2 separate regions of the Gossypium arboreum genome follow, and region 2 is linked to region 1. Evidence: chromatin contacts called from public Hi-C data. All regions are on one chromosome and are shown on one strand. Each heading gives the region's core, a stretch centred on a gene start, on an enhancer-like site or on the middle of the called end of the contact. The rest is flanking DNA. Distances are from core to core; before and after follow the strand shown. Region 1 holds the start of LOC108464171 (nucleolar complex-associated protein 3). Region 2 holds the start of LOC108463928 (pre-mRNA-splicing factor ATP-dependent RNA helicase DEAH7).

What was found. Hi-C and Micro-C count contacts between places; a contact is called where the count stands out from the background.
Region 2: a contact with region 1 is called in a Hi-C map of leaf, with 5 times the contacts expected there. The contact joins the promoter of LOC108463928 here to the promoter of LOC108464171 in region 1. A contact is called at or near these places in 2 of 5 Hi-C or Micro-C datasets (both in leaf).

Annotation. Positions count from the first base shown.
Region 1 is chr13:104,660,596-104,667,549 of ASM2569848v2, forward strand. It overlaps LOC108464171 (nucleolar complex-associated protein 3), which reads right to left and starts at 2,753. Exons shown (of 13, transcript XM_017764316.2): 1 at 2,386-2,753; 2 at 1,982-2,151; 3 at 1,684-1,859; 4 at 1,307-1,515; 5 at 1,088-1,190; 6 at 556-719. The coding sequence starts at 2,561.
Region 2 is chr13:104,827,114-104,833,911 of ASM2569848v2, forward strand. LOC108463928 (pre-mRNA-splicing factor ATP-dependent RNA helicase DEAH7) reads left to right here and starts at 1,965. Exons shown (of 15, transcript XM_053023759.1): 1 at 1,965-2,300; 2 at 2,817-3,045; 3 at 3,863-3,942; 4 at 4,062-4,284; 5 at 4,595-4,768; 6 at 4,896-5,038; 7 at 5,272-5,366; 8 at 5,583-5,691; 9 at 6,311-6,488; 10 at 6,572-6,798. The coding sequence starts at 4,137.

The DNA of each region.
Region 1 (6,954 bases), core at 1,503-4,002:
AAGATATGCAGTGCAAATAGGTTCTACAAACTAAATCCTGATCTTACAAATATGGAAAGTAACAATCAAAAAGAAAAGAACAATGAACGTAAACCAGCTATGCCATCAATCTTCCAAAATCTCAAGCTTAAAGTTTTAAAATGACCTAACATTTAAGACCAATTAGCAACAAGCCACATATTAATGAAGCCCATACATCAGAGGAGTAAACTAAATACATTAGATGAGAGTATTAAATTGCTTCCATGGAATTCAACATGCCAGTCCAAAATATAGTTAAACTAGGTAAGTATAGGAGGATTTTCACATTGAAACAAGCTTTCATTTTCCTCAACAGTTTAGCCATTGCACATATGTCAATATCCTATAGTAGGTTTTAGAATTTTGAAAAACAAGTAAGCTCACCTTTTGTATCAATTTTACATCATTGTGCTGTCCAAGCTCAAATTATTCTACTAATATATTAAATTCATTTTAATAACATCAAAACTTGTAAGGCCTTTGAGAAATTACTTGAGGATTTTTAACATTTCAAAGAACATCAATACAGTATACCTTACAACATCATCTGAGGAGCCTATGTTTCTGACAACAGCTACTAACAAGCTTTCTCTGAAGTTAAAGTGAGGAACAGCATCAAGCAAAGTACAAATACAACGAACCACAACATGATGAAACCTGGGCTGCTTTTCTAATGCTAACAACTTCTGCAGGTATCCCTGTTGCAAATTCCCATGAATAGTATGAAGGATGCATGCCCAAATTAATAACAAGTTATTGCACTAAAAATAAACTCGAGTGATGTGGAAAACATCAAATCTTATTATTAGACATACTATAAAACCAGCTAGAAGATGGAATGCCCATATCTTCACAATAGACCAATGCTTCTACAACCTTTTCATATTCATCAGCACATAATATGGTTGCACAAATCCATAGGCCAATTAAGCCGTGTTGAAAGCTTTCAGATAACGGTGATCTTTCTAAAAGAAAAGATGGTAGAAAACCCTGTTTAATTCTGCTGAATACCCACAACATGCAAACTCCACTCAAGAACTGATCATATAAAGTTAGCAGTTCAAACCTTGTAAGCAGAAAGAAGTGTTGATTCATAGAATCGCATTTTCTTAACTTCCTTGGAAACTTTCATTTCTAGCTCTTTTTCAGTAGGTAGCCTAATCCGATAGCTGTATTTAGCACATTCAAAAGTTAGAGTAAAAATATAAATATAATGCAGTGAACAGGAAGATTAATTAAAAGTAGTAATTAAGGGGCAGTAGAGAAGGAAAAAAACTATAGGTACCCTGGAATAATGTCTTTGAAGACAGCCAACAAGGACAGCAGTCCAAGCTTTACAATTGAGTGATCACCATCTTTGGCAAATTGCAACATCTCTTTCAGAGACTTAATGTTTGCCTCTGGGTCTGCAAGTAGTGCCATTCCAAGCTCAGCTAGCTTACGCTTTTTGGCTTCAAATGCTTCCTCAGCCGTGAGGTCTTCTTTTACCTCTGCCTAAAAGACAAGCACTCTTAGAATATTGAATATATATTGGACCATTTGACTCCTAGACGTTCTCTAAGAAAGATCACCAATATTGTCTAAGACATTAGTGTAAAATCTAATATTCATAGTTTTTTGTTTAAATTGAAAGATACATAGAAGAGCAATCTAACAACATACTAGTGCAGCTTCTTGTTGAGTTGGTTGCACTTCTTCAGTTTTAGCCAATTCCTTCCCCATTTTCTTGGCCTCTTTCTTAGTTTTTTTAAGCTTTGCTCTCCTTTCAGCTTTCGTCAGCTTAACTACGCTCTTATCAATGTCTCCTTCATTTTCAGTCACTTCTGCTGTCTGGGAAACTGCATTATATAACAGCATAAACCATTTCATTCTCTTCCATAAATGAAGACACTTTCTTTAGCACTGAAAGAAAGTAAAATAACTTTTTTTTCCATTTTTTTCCAAGAAAAGAATAAGATACATGTACGGTAGTAGACTTCTCCATCCAAACTCTTGACAGGAAGGGCATCAACAGGATCAACTTGAACAACACTTTTCTCATTCTCTTTGTGCTCCAATGTCTTCCTTCGTCGCTTCTCATACAAAGCCTCCAAAGCATCTTCATTCACACCCTCCACCCGAGTGACTTGCCTATCCACAAAACAATCCACAAAACAAAGTTCAATGGAAATATCTAATTCCCATTTCAAGTTGCCACAGTCGAATGCCGTTTTTAAATTTTAACTAATTTCCACTATCCAAATATCAAATCAAAGCATGTATAACCAAAACAGAAATTAAATCGACAAATAACAAATGATTTTATTTTTATAACTAAAAATAGAAGTCGAATTTGAAAATTGAGGAAAAAGAGAAGAAATGGACTTGTTAATAGAATGAGTGTCCAAGCGAGAGACGAAGCCAGCGTAGTCTTTGTTTTCATCCAAGAATTTAAGGTCCTCGTCAGAGACTTCAATATCATCATCTGCTATTTCTGGTGGGAGTTCCGGGGGCAGAATTATCTGCTTCCGCTGCTTGCCCTTCCCCTTCCCCTTCCCCATGGCAATTTTATTATTATATTTTTAATTTCTGAATTAGATACACATACGAAATTTATATCTGCAGCAAGGAGAGGGATGCTAGGGTTTAGGGTTTATCCCTGTTTGGAAACTTTAGCCCACGTCCAATCTGGTCGGGTCGGGCTTGCAGCTAATATCTCGGTCTTCAATAAAACCAACCTTTCAAAAAAGGGATATCTTATTTATTAGTAAATATATTTATATTTATATAAAAGTAAATTTATAAATTAGGGAAAATAAACTGAATTTATCAATATTTAGAAAGCTCTTCCTATCAAACTTGCTTTTGAAAAATACTTTCTTCATTCTCGATGATTAACGTTGATGTTTTTTTTTTTGTGTGACCTAAATTCGATTATCTTCTTAACTTTTTTTCATGTTATTTTAAGTTTTTTACATGTTTAAAGCCCTTTTATTTTTAATTAATAAATCTGTTTTCAAGTTTATTATTTTACTTTAAGTTCAATTTTTAATTAATAAATTTTATATAAAATAATAAATATGTAATTATACAATAAATGTACATTATTCTATTAAAATTTAATGAACCAAAAGCATATGTAATTTTTTGGATTTTAATTAGTACTTTCTTCAGATAACTAACGTTGTAATATTATATTTTAGTAATAATATTCCCAAAAATCACATTGCATTAAAATATTATCATGAGAATGTACCAAACGTCACCTATGAGTAAAATAAAATGAAAATAAATTACATTTAAGGTGGGATTGGACATTGCATTAATTGGATGAAAATGTAATTATTAAGGTAATATTTTTATTTTACAATTGAAAAGAATTTTATTTCTTTAATTACAAAAAGATATAATTTTTATTTTATAATTATATTTTCATTTAATTACTTTCTGTTGTTTAAAGTTTAAACACAAAATGTGTTTAACTAAGAAAGTACAATTACATCATAATTTTCTATATTATTTTTGTTGGTAAAAATTATTGTAGCAGTCAATGTCTTATATTTGGGATTGCATTTTAGTCCCTCTAGTGAAAAATAGGCAAAATGATCCTTGTATGTTAAATGAATGAACAAAATAGTCCCTCAGTTAAAATTGTGAATTAAATGCTTATTTATATTAGATATAATAATAAATTTAACCCTCAACTTTTACGTTTTTTTTCTCAATTTGACTCTTACTCTTCTATTCAGAGTAAAATAACCCTCAAGGTCTTAGCCTTTTATTGATGACGTGGTCCTATTTTATCTTATATGTCATCATAGAAAATTTTAAAAAAAAATTAAAATTATAAATAAAAATGCAATTTTCTTTTTCAAATTTTCCATAAAAAATTTACCATTTTCAACAATCTAAGGTGTGGTCATTTTACAGACTTAATAATACTATTATCAACAATTTCATGGCAGTTTTGTAGTGTGATACTGTAATGACCCGAATTTTACCGTTACCGAAAAAGAATATTTTCGGGTCTCCGTTTCTGAAAAATGGATTCGTAAATATTTTTAAAAAAATATTTACGAAGTAAAATGAGTAGTTAATTAGAGTTTAATTAAGTGAATTTAATTTAATTAAGAGTAATTAAGAAAAAGACTAAATTGAATAAGGGTAAAAGTTGAATTATAGATTAAAAGAAAATAAAAAGGACTAAAAGGAAATTATACAAAAGTATAAATTGAGGCGGTGTACCGTGAAGAAAATCTAAGATTTTTTTATGTTTAGTATATTATTATATTATTATATTATTATATAATAAAGATATTTTATGTTTTAATTATATTATATTATATTATATAAACTAAAGAAACAAAAGAAAGGAAATAGAAACAGAATGAAACGAAACAGAGAGCAGGGGAGAAAAAGAAAGAAAGGGAGAAAAGAGAAAATTTAAGGTTTGAAGCTTTAAGCTTTAATAGGTAAGTCAATCAAGCCCTTTTTACTTAATTTTTATGTTTTAGAAGTTTTAGAACAAAGTTTTGATGAAATTAAGTTGATATTTTGATAGTTATTAGATTTCTAGATATTGTCCATGTTAAATAAAATGATGAATTAAGGGCTAAATTGATAGAAATTCAAGTTAAAAATGATACAAGGATTGAATTGTAAAGTGATTCATAAGTTTTATGCTTTAAGGACTAAATTGAAAGAATTTCGAAATTATGGTTTTATGATGAAAAATAGATAATTATGTCTAAGTTTGGTTAAAAATTTAGTAGAAATGAAGTATGAATTAAGATAGAAAAGTAAGTGAATTTAGTTAGGATTAAATTGAAATTAAAGTAAATCAATATTTTGTACTAAGACTATTTTGGACAACAGCAGTAGTCTATGTTTGAAAAATCACCAAAAATTGTAGAAATTGAATTAGAGGATGAATAAAATATGGAATTAAAGCTTATTGAGTCTAGTTTCTTATAGAAGAAACAGTATAAGCAATTGAGTTGTAAATTATGAGATGTAATGAATTTTGTGAGATAAGGTCAGAATGAATTCGGGTTTCCCTGTTCTGACTTTGGAAAATCACCAAAAATTTAAGAAAAATAATTAAAGGCTTAAAGTTATGTGTTTAGAATCCATAATGAGTCTATTTTCAGGAGAAATCAACGGGAATGTTATCCGAGTTCTGTACTGTGAGATAATTAATTTTTAGTGAAGAAGGGACGAAACTATCAGACAGCAGAATAGGGGTGAATTTAAAGAATAAACTATACTTAATGGCTAAACCAAAAATTCTGAAAATTTTATTGTAAGAAGATTTGTGAGTCTAGTTTCAGGAAAAATTAGCGGATCTTAATTTAGAATTTTGTAACTCAAGATATGAATTAGTAATGTATTAATAATTATGAATTGTATTAATTTCGTAGTCAATGTGGTACCGAAAATCTCGGCTAAGAAAGGACAAGACAAAGTCAACGGGAGTTAGCTCGAAAATTACGGTTTGTATTTCTATAATCCGAACTTAGTCATTATTTATTATATTTATATACATATGGCAATTGTTAGTGATTGAATTATGATGTTTTACAATTGAAATTGATTGATTTTAGTATGCGATGAATTTATTGAATTTATATTGATTGAAATTATTTTGATTGAAATTATATTGATTGAATTATATAATATATATGACTTATGTAGAAATTTCAATATTGAATGAATGTTATATTGAAAAATTTATTAATTGGAAATATGAGGAAATTGATATGAATATATGAGATTGTGATATTTGAATATTTGGTATTGAAAAGTGAATTGAATTGTATTGAATTATGAATTAATGTGCATAATTGAAATATATTTGTTGAATTGAATGAAATTGTATGAATTGTGAAAATGGGTAAATATGTGTAATTATCGGAATGAGATATTAATGAAAGAATTATTAAATTGAGAAAGTGAATGAAATACCCTATTAACTAGTCTGGCTGAGTCGGATATAATTGGCATGCCATAGGATCTGGAAGTGTACGGGATTTGTCGGCTTTATCGATCAAGCACTTTATGTGTCGTATTTCAGGCACCTCGTGTGTCGTATCAGGCACCTCGTGTGTCGTTTTAGGCACTTTATGTGTCGTACTCTGATCAGGTACTATGTACCGTTTTAGGCACAATGTGCTGTACTGGTGTGTTTGGGTTGGAATCCGTGTATCCGTCAAAGTCCGGGTTTGTTAATAGGGGTAAATAAGTGAAAGATAAATCGAATAAATTTGATTGATCAAGCTATTGAAATGAAACGAGAAATTGAATTGAGAATTGAAAATTTAGATATGAAATTGAAAATATGAACCAAAGGTTCATGAAATGATTGGAGTTCGAATTGATGATATATGATGTCACTTGATGAATTGAAATGTGATTTGAGATATATGAATCGTATGTTTATAGTGAAAGCTATCAGGGATAGTAAGTTGATATGATATAAATGAAATTGATTGTTATTGAAATGAATTAAAATAGAATATGATTGATAAGTGTATAGTTGAATATAGTTTAATGATATTGAATTATGAATAAATTAAGGAAAGCTATACCGAATAGTAAGTGAAAGAATGGAGTAAATAATAATGGATTTAGTTAAGAATCGAACAATTATGTTATTGTGTTTATTATATGATTTGTATAAAATTTATATGGTAAGTAGTTGAAATTTATCTATGAATAAATAATTGAATAATTGTAATTGTTATTATGATCTTAAGTATTTGTTATATTATAAATTGTTCGGATTATAGAAATACCACTTGAGTATACCATACTCATGTTGCAGTTTGTTTCCGTCTTGTGAGTTAAGTAAAGATAGTACGTTGAATCAGCATCCCAAGACGATCCCGAATTCATTAAGGTAAAGTATGTTGAGTATTGATAATGGCATGTACCCAGGATGTTTAATGAGAGTCA
Region 2 (6,798 bases), core at 715-3,214, 170 kb after region 1:
GACGGTAAAAAGGATCTAGCGGACGGGTGATCCTATCTGATATAGCCCTCCAGAAGAATATGTGTAAAATGGATTTAGCCGGACGGTAATCCAATTAGGTCTCAATTTAGCCTAGACTGGTAATTCAGATCCAAGCTCATTAGAGTAATTGTCGTTGTAGGGGATTTAGCCTGGACTAGTAATTCCGACAATACTCTATGAGTTTATATTATAAGAGATTTAGCCTGGATTGGTAATCCCACTGTAAGGATGAGGTTTGCGGAAGTGTGCTCTCTGAAATGGAAATGTGCTCACATGTATATGAATTGACGGACCCGGAAATGTACACTAAAAGTGTACCTCTGAAAATCCATCGAAAATTCCAAGAACTTCAACGGGATAAATATGGAAAAATAATAAGGGAATGGAAATCATGGTATTGATGAGCTCATCAATCATGGTATATATATTATTGACACATGGAAATCATTGTACTAACTTGAATGTTGAGTTTGTGCATGTTAGGGTAATAATGCATTGAATGGATATATGAATGTTTATTTCACTGTATTGAAAATATTAGATAAGTATAATTCTTGTTACATGAGCTTATTAAGCACAAAGTGCTTACCCTATTTCCTTTTTCCCTGTTTTGTAGTGTTAAGAGCTCGGAGGTCGGACTTGGTCGGAGATACATCACACTATCAACTTCAAGATTTTGGTATATCAAGAAACTTGATTTTGGAAATCAATGGCATGTATAAGCTAATAAAGTAAATGTTAATGTGATATGAATGTAAGGTCAGCTATTGGTATGGCTAACAAATCTTGGTTTTGGTATGTGATGAGGTTATCTTATAAAAATGCATGAATCTATCTTGAAAATATGTTGAATTGGATTGGTTGATGTGGATTAGTCTCGGTTTAATATTGCAGGGAAGGTTAAATATCTATAAAGGGGCTATATTGAGTAAAAAAATTAATTCGTAAACTCCGCCAATGCCTCATACCCTATTTCAGCAATGAATACTGGTAGGAGGTATTACATCTAGGATACCCCAGTTGTGCCAAGTTGTTCAATAGTAGTAGCATTGTTGAGTTTCCTGATCCTTTGGCTTAGGATTAGTCAGTTCTATTTCTTGCTGAGGGTGGGAAAGGGACATAACTCAGCGGTAGAGTGTCACCTTGACGTGTTGGAAGTATCAGTTCAAGCCTGAATATGCTTAAACACAATGTGAGTTTTTCTATTTTGCCTTGCCCCTCGCCGTGATCGAATAAGAATTGATTGAATAGCTCAAACTTTGCAAAAGTTTTATTACCATTAAAAATATTAGTGGGCCAAGCCAGACCAGGTTATGCCAATGCCTAATTTCAAAAACTTTTCCAACTTCAAGCTCGCTTTACTTGAATCACTCATTTCATTGTTTAAAAACAATAAAAAAATTATATTTAAATTTAATTATTAAAAATAATATCAATATAACTTGTTTACATTTTTATTATTTTAAATGGTAAAACAAGTTGAGTTGGGCTAGCCTAAGGTTAAAAAATATAAATCTAACCCTAACCCTATTTTGGGCTAGGTGGGTTCTACTACTAGTGAACATTTCTAATTATCATTTAAAGAGTAAATAATATATATTTTTCTAAATTTTGAAAATTTTATATTCTTCATGATATAAAATTTTAAAATGAATTTTAAAAGATTTTAATTTTTTAAACTTTAAATTTTTTATAATATTTATATACTTTTAAAAAATAAGGACTAAATTAGTAAAAATTATAAAACCAAATTAATAAAAATTATAAACTTTGAAGACTACAAAATTATTTTGCCATTTTTAATTGCTACGTTAATAATTTAACCGCAAAATTAGATGAAGAAATAAAGTTTTTAAATTAAAAAATAAAAATTTAATATCTCAAAACTAAAATGTAGAGACGTCCTTTTAAATTTCAAAAGAGTATAGGCACCTCTCACATATTTAAACCAAATACAAATATAGGGTACTGCATTCATTACACGGGAAGTTCTTTTTTTCAATTATTTGAAGTCTTTTCCCTTCTTCTATCATCATCTTCATCCTACCATCGTCCGTCTCCCTCTCGTCTCGGCAAATCAATTTTTTTTTTGTTCCTTTTCTTCTCTTCTCATCTCAGTTCTTCCACACCGCCGTGTCCGCTGTTTTTTTCCGGATCTGACCCGTATCCCGTGTTGGAATCCCTGTCGGATCGTGTTGGGTACTGCATCCCAAATTGCTGAGTTCGGGAAACGAAGGATATATCATTCATCTCAACCTTATTGTATAGATTAACTATGAGTAAGTTTGCTAGTAGTCTTGCCGCTTCACTTTCAAAATCTTGTTCATGTACAAGTATCAATTTAGGGTTTGGGGGTGAAATTTTTAGATGACCTGATTCTTTTGGTTTTCTTCTACTTAGCTATGTTTTCTGTGACTTTGGATAGCAATTTTTCTTTAAAGTAGTGTTTTTTGTGCTCTTATTCAGCTTTCATAGTAATAATTGCTCCTCCGTGTACGGTCTGTTCTGATGGTTTTGTTCTTGAGAGTACTTTCACCGCTCTGTTTTCTCTGATATCTTACCATGACCCATGATTCTATTCAATTCTCTCTTTGTCTAAAAAAAGAGAAAAAAAAAAGTAATGACATATTAGTTCTGTTGCCCAAATTTGCTTGGCACTTTTACATTTTAAATTATCTGAAATACCTTACCGTTTTCTTCTTCCTATGGATACCATTACAGCATGCAGTTGAATGTTTCTTTAAGGTATTTCTGCCTCCAATTCGCCTTCTGTTTGTTGATTGAATTTTTTTAAGTTATTAGGTTTGGACGTTGGTGCTAGAGAGAAGCAAGGAAATCCTAAAGTTGATGATGGATTCAAGGTTCCAAAAGAAAAAATAACCTGCATTGCGGCATCTGTTGATGTGGATGAGGGGTTTGAATCTTCTGGAGTTGAAGAAACTAGGAGTACTGTTACAAATGGCAGCCGAAGCCACACTAACAGACGCTATCGTGATAAGACAGCTAGTGAAACAACTAATTCTGGTAAGCTTTTTATTTTTATTTTGTCTTTAATAAGCTTAGTAATGGTTTTTAATTAAGAAACCGTTTTTTCTTTTTTAAATGTAAAACTTTTATAGTAAGCAGCAACATAACTAAATCATCATATGCTGATAATGAGAAGATTTATTGTTCCTATTCCCTTGGCTCCAATTTTTTTGGTTCAAAACTTGATGTTTAAGTGCATGCTTGAGTATTTGGCAATCAATCCTGTGAAATAGTTTCTAGTTAAGGTGGCATAGAAGCATATAGGCCAGGCGTAATCTGTTCTTACAATTAATGATTGTTTTTTGGTCTCTCCTCTCCACAAACTGTCTAATGTATTTGGCAGAATGAGATGATGTTATTTATGCCTATACATGCATTTCTCTCTGTGGATGGGTAACCTATATATTTGATTTGAGGCATAGTATGATGACAGCATAACTTATTGCGGAAGTTATACAGCCAAGTCGTTTGCATGCTGATGACCAGTTTTGACATTTAAGATTTAAGAATTGAGATGGATTTTCAACTCATGCTTTCTTAACCTTGTGTTTAGTGTTCGTCATTTGCCTTTAGTGTGGAAGAAAAGGTTGGGGTCTGGCGGAATTTTTTTGTTTTTTTATTTTTAGTGGGGGCAGGGGTCAAACATGGTGATTCTGATAGTATATACCTTTTTCACTAGTAATCCCTTGTTTTAACAAGCCCTGATGCCCCTTGTGTCTGGAGGACATTTTTTTCCTTTTCTTTTTTATGCTCTTGCTGTGTTTATGTTTTCCTTCTGTTATTCAATTAAATTTCTTTTGTTGCTATATTGCAGAAAGTGGAGTTACGCTAGACAGTGGAGGAAGTGATGATACATTTGGTACTCCTCACTCAAGAGAACATAGGAGTTCGGATGTAAGTGTATAACTTGCTGTCAATATCATTCTGGTATTCTTTTTGTTTTAAATATAGCTATATATTATTCTGCAAACATATCAAACCTTGTATGCATCTGATTATTCTTTCAATTGAAGGTTCCAGCTTCACCTAGTCAGAGTTCCCGTACTGTCTCTTCTAGGAGTTTAAGGTATGAGAGAGAAGATCATGGTATGGAGAGAAGAGGTTCCAGTGATGATTCTAGAAATGAGCACAGGATTGCAAGAAAAAGACACTATTATGATGATAGAAGAGACACCCATGGCCGATATGGTGAAGATTATAGAAGAAGCCGGAATAGATATGAAAGTAGGACACCTGGTATGTGATACTTCAAACTGAATGGATGCATGATTGGGTACTGTATCTCTGAACTAATATCATTTGCATTTGGATTGTCAAGTGAAACAATTATGTTTGTGCATGTTTCTGAGGCTGGGTGGTATGGAGATGATGGATTAATGTATTCAAACTTGATTACTTGGAACTAAAACATTTAGGTTTGAGGAAGTCCTTGATAGCTTATGAATTCAACATACTTCTTAGAGTTTGTGCTCTTTTAGATTCATGCTATCTTTTTGGCGTCTTTGCTAATGGGCAAGATGGTAATTGACATCTTAATCCTTTGTAGGCAGATCTGATTGGGATGATGGGAGATGGGAATGGCAAGATACCCCAAACTGGGATAGTTACTCTGGTAGTAGCAGGCGCCATCAACCTTCTCCAGCTCCAATGTTTCTTGGGGCTTCACCTGATGCTAGATTAGTTTCTCCATGGATGGGAGACCGAACTCCTCGTTCAACTGGTATGTTATTCAGTATATAAAGCCTTTCTTATTGTGGATTTTATTGATTGTTCTCGTCTTCTTTTATTTCAATATTTTGAATTAAGAGACCAAACATCTTTTATCCTCATGCTGAAATTTGGTACAGTTAGTGCTTCTCCTTGGGACCATGCGTCTCCTTCTCCAGTTGCAATACGAGCCTCTGGGGCATCTGTAAAATCTTCAAGCTCTAGATATGGTCGGACATCACACCAGCTTAGCTTTTCAAGGGAAAGTTCTCAGTCATTTGAGGTAGCATAAAGTGTTTTCCTATTTCCTTTTCCCTTCCTCTTTATTCCCCACTGTTAAATATATCTCTTTAAGTGATATTTCTGGATAGGACTGAACAGTTAGTTAATACTGGGTAATGGTAGTGATCTTTTCAGAGTTTTTATTGGAATAGTCACTTTTCCCGTCTTGATAGTAGTCCTTTTATGTTTGCCAATGTTAATATTTGGTCATAATTTGTTATGTTTATTGTATAGGATGAAGCGGATAGGAACAGTTTGGCAGAAGAACACAATTATGAGATTACAGAAAGTATGCGCTTGGAGATGGAGTATAATTCAGACCGTGCATGGTAAATTAATTCATCCTAGGTTGAACATCCTGATATCCCTTTCTTCATAGGGTATTAAAATTTATTGTACCGTAAAATGAAAATGAGAATATTAATAGTAATTCTGTAGGGTGGCTTTTGACCGGTCATTGTTGGTGATTCTGTCATCCATTCTGGGCTTTATGAGGTCTGATGAAACGTTGTCTCAACTTTCCTTGCTGGTATATCTTTTTGCAGGTATGATAGAGAAGAAGGAAACACCATGTTTGATGCCGATAGTTCATCACTTTTTCTTGGGGATGAAGCTTTATTCCAAAAGAAAGAAGCAGAGTTGGCCAAAAGATTGGTATTGCTTTCTGGCTGTATTATCAAATAATCTTTTATGTCCAGTATATGTGTCATGTTTCACGTTGTGTCATCTATGGTAAAATGCTGGATGCCTGATTTTACAGCTGCTGTTTGTATGTAAATATGATTTAGCTATTACATTAAAATAAATAAAGACCTTAATGACTATATTTGAAGATACTGATTAAAAATTGTTATGATCTTAGGTTTCCTAATGTCTTACAACTTTTGAGTTCTGAATAATAGCTAAATGATAGTGTGATAAGAGAGAAGTGATGACATTGATTTCTGGCCTTAACATAAGTGATGAGGTATAATAGGTTTAAACAGTCTTCCAAAGATGGTATTCTTTTCCACATTTTTTCAAATTAATTCTCAAGCCGCTGTGATTAGGGTTAAATGTTTTGCAGAGATTTAAACTGGAGTGGCTGTTTATTATTTTATTGCCCTCCATATTTTGACGTTAAAATAAATAGAATGATAAACTTCTATCTACTTGTATTTTCCTGGCTTAAGTTGTCTTAGTTTGAACACGTTTCCCCTTCCTCCCTTTCTTAAATCTGTTGTTATTTGCTGAATAAAATCGTTTCTAAACACTTGTGTCATCTCCTAAACAGGTTCGAAGAGATGGGACTAAGATGTCACTTGCTCAGAGCAAAAAGTTGTCTCAGCTTACTGCTGATAATGCTCAGTGGGAAGACCGACAGCTTTTAAGATCTGGAGCTGTTAAAGGTACTGAGGTGCAAACCGAGTTTGATGATGAGGATGAACGCAAGGTGATTCTTCTAGTACATGGTAAGTGAATATTATGATCTTTCTGTTGATATATGAAATATTATTTCTTCTGGCTAAATGTTCTTTATATTTTGTTGTCACAGATACAAAACCTCCATTCTTGGATGGCAGAATTGTGTTCACCAAACAAGCAGAGCCAGTCATGCCTATAAAAGATCCGACATCGGATATGGCCATAATTTCACGAAAAGGATCTAATTTGGTTAGGGAAATTCATGAGAAGCAAAGCATGAATAAGTCTCGCCAAAGGTTTTGGGAGCTTGCAGGCTCTAAGCTTGGTGATATCCTTGGAGTTGAGAAAACAGCAGAA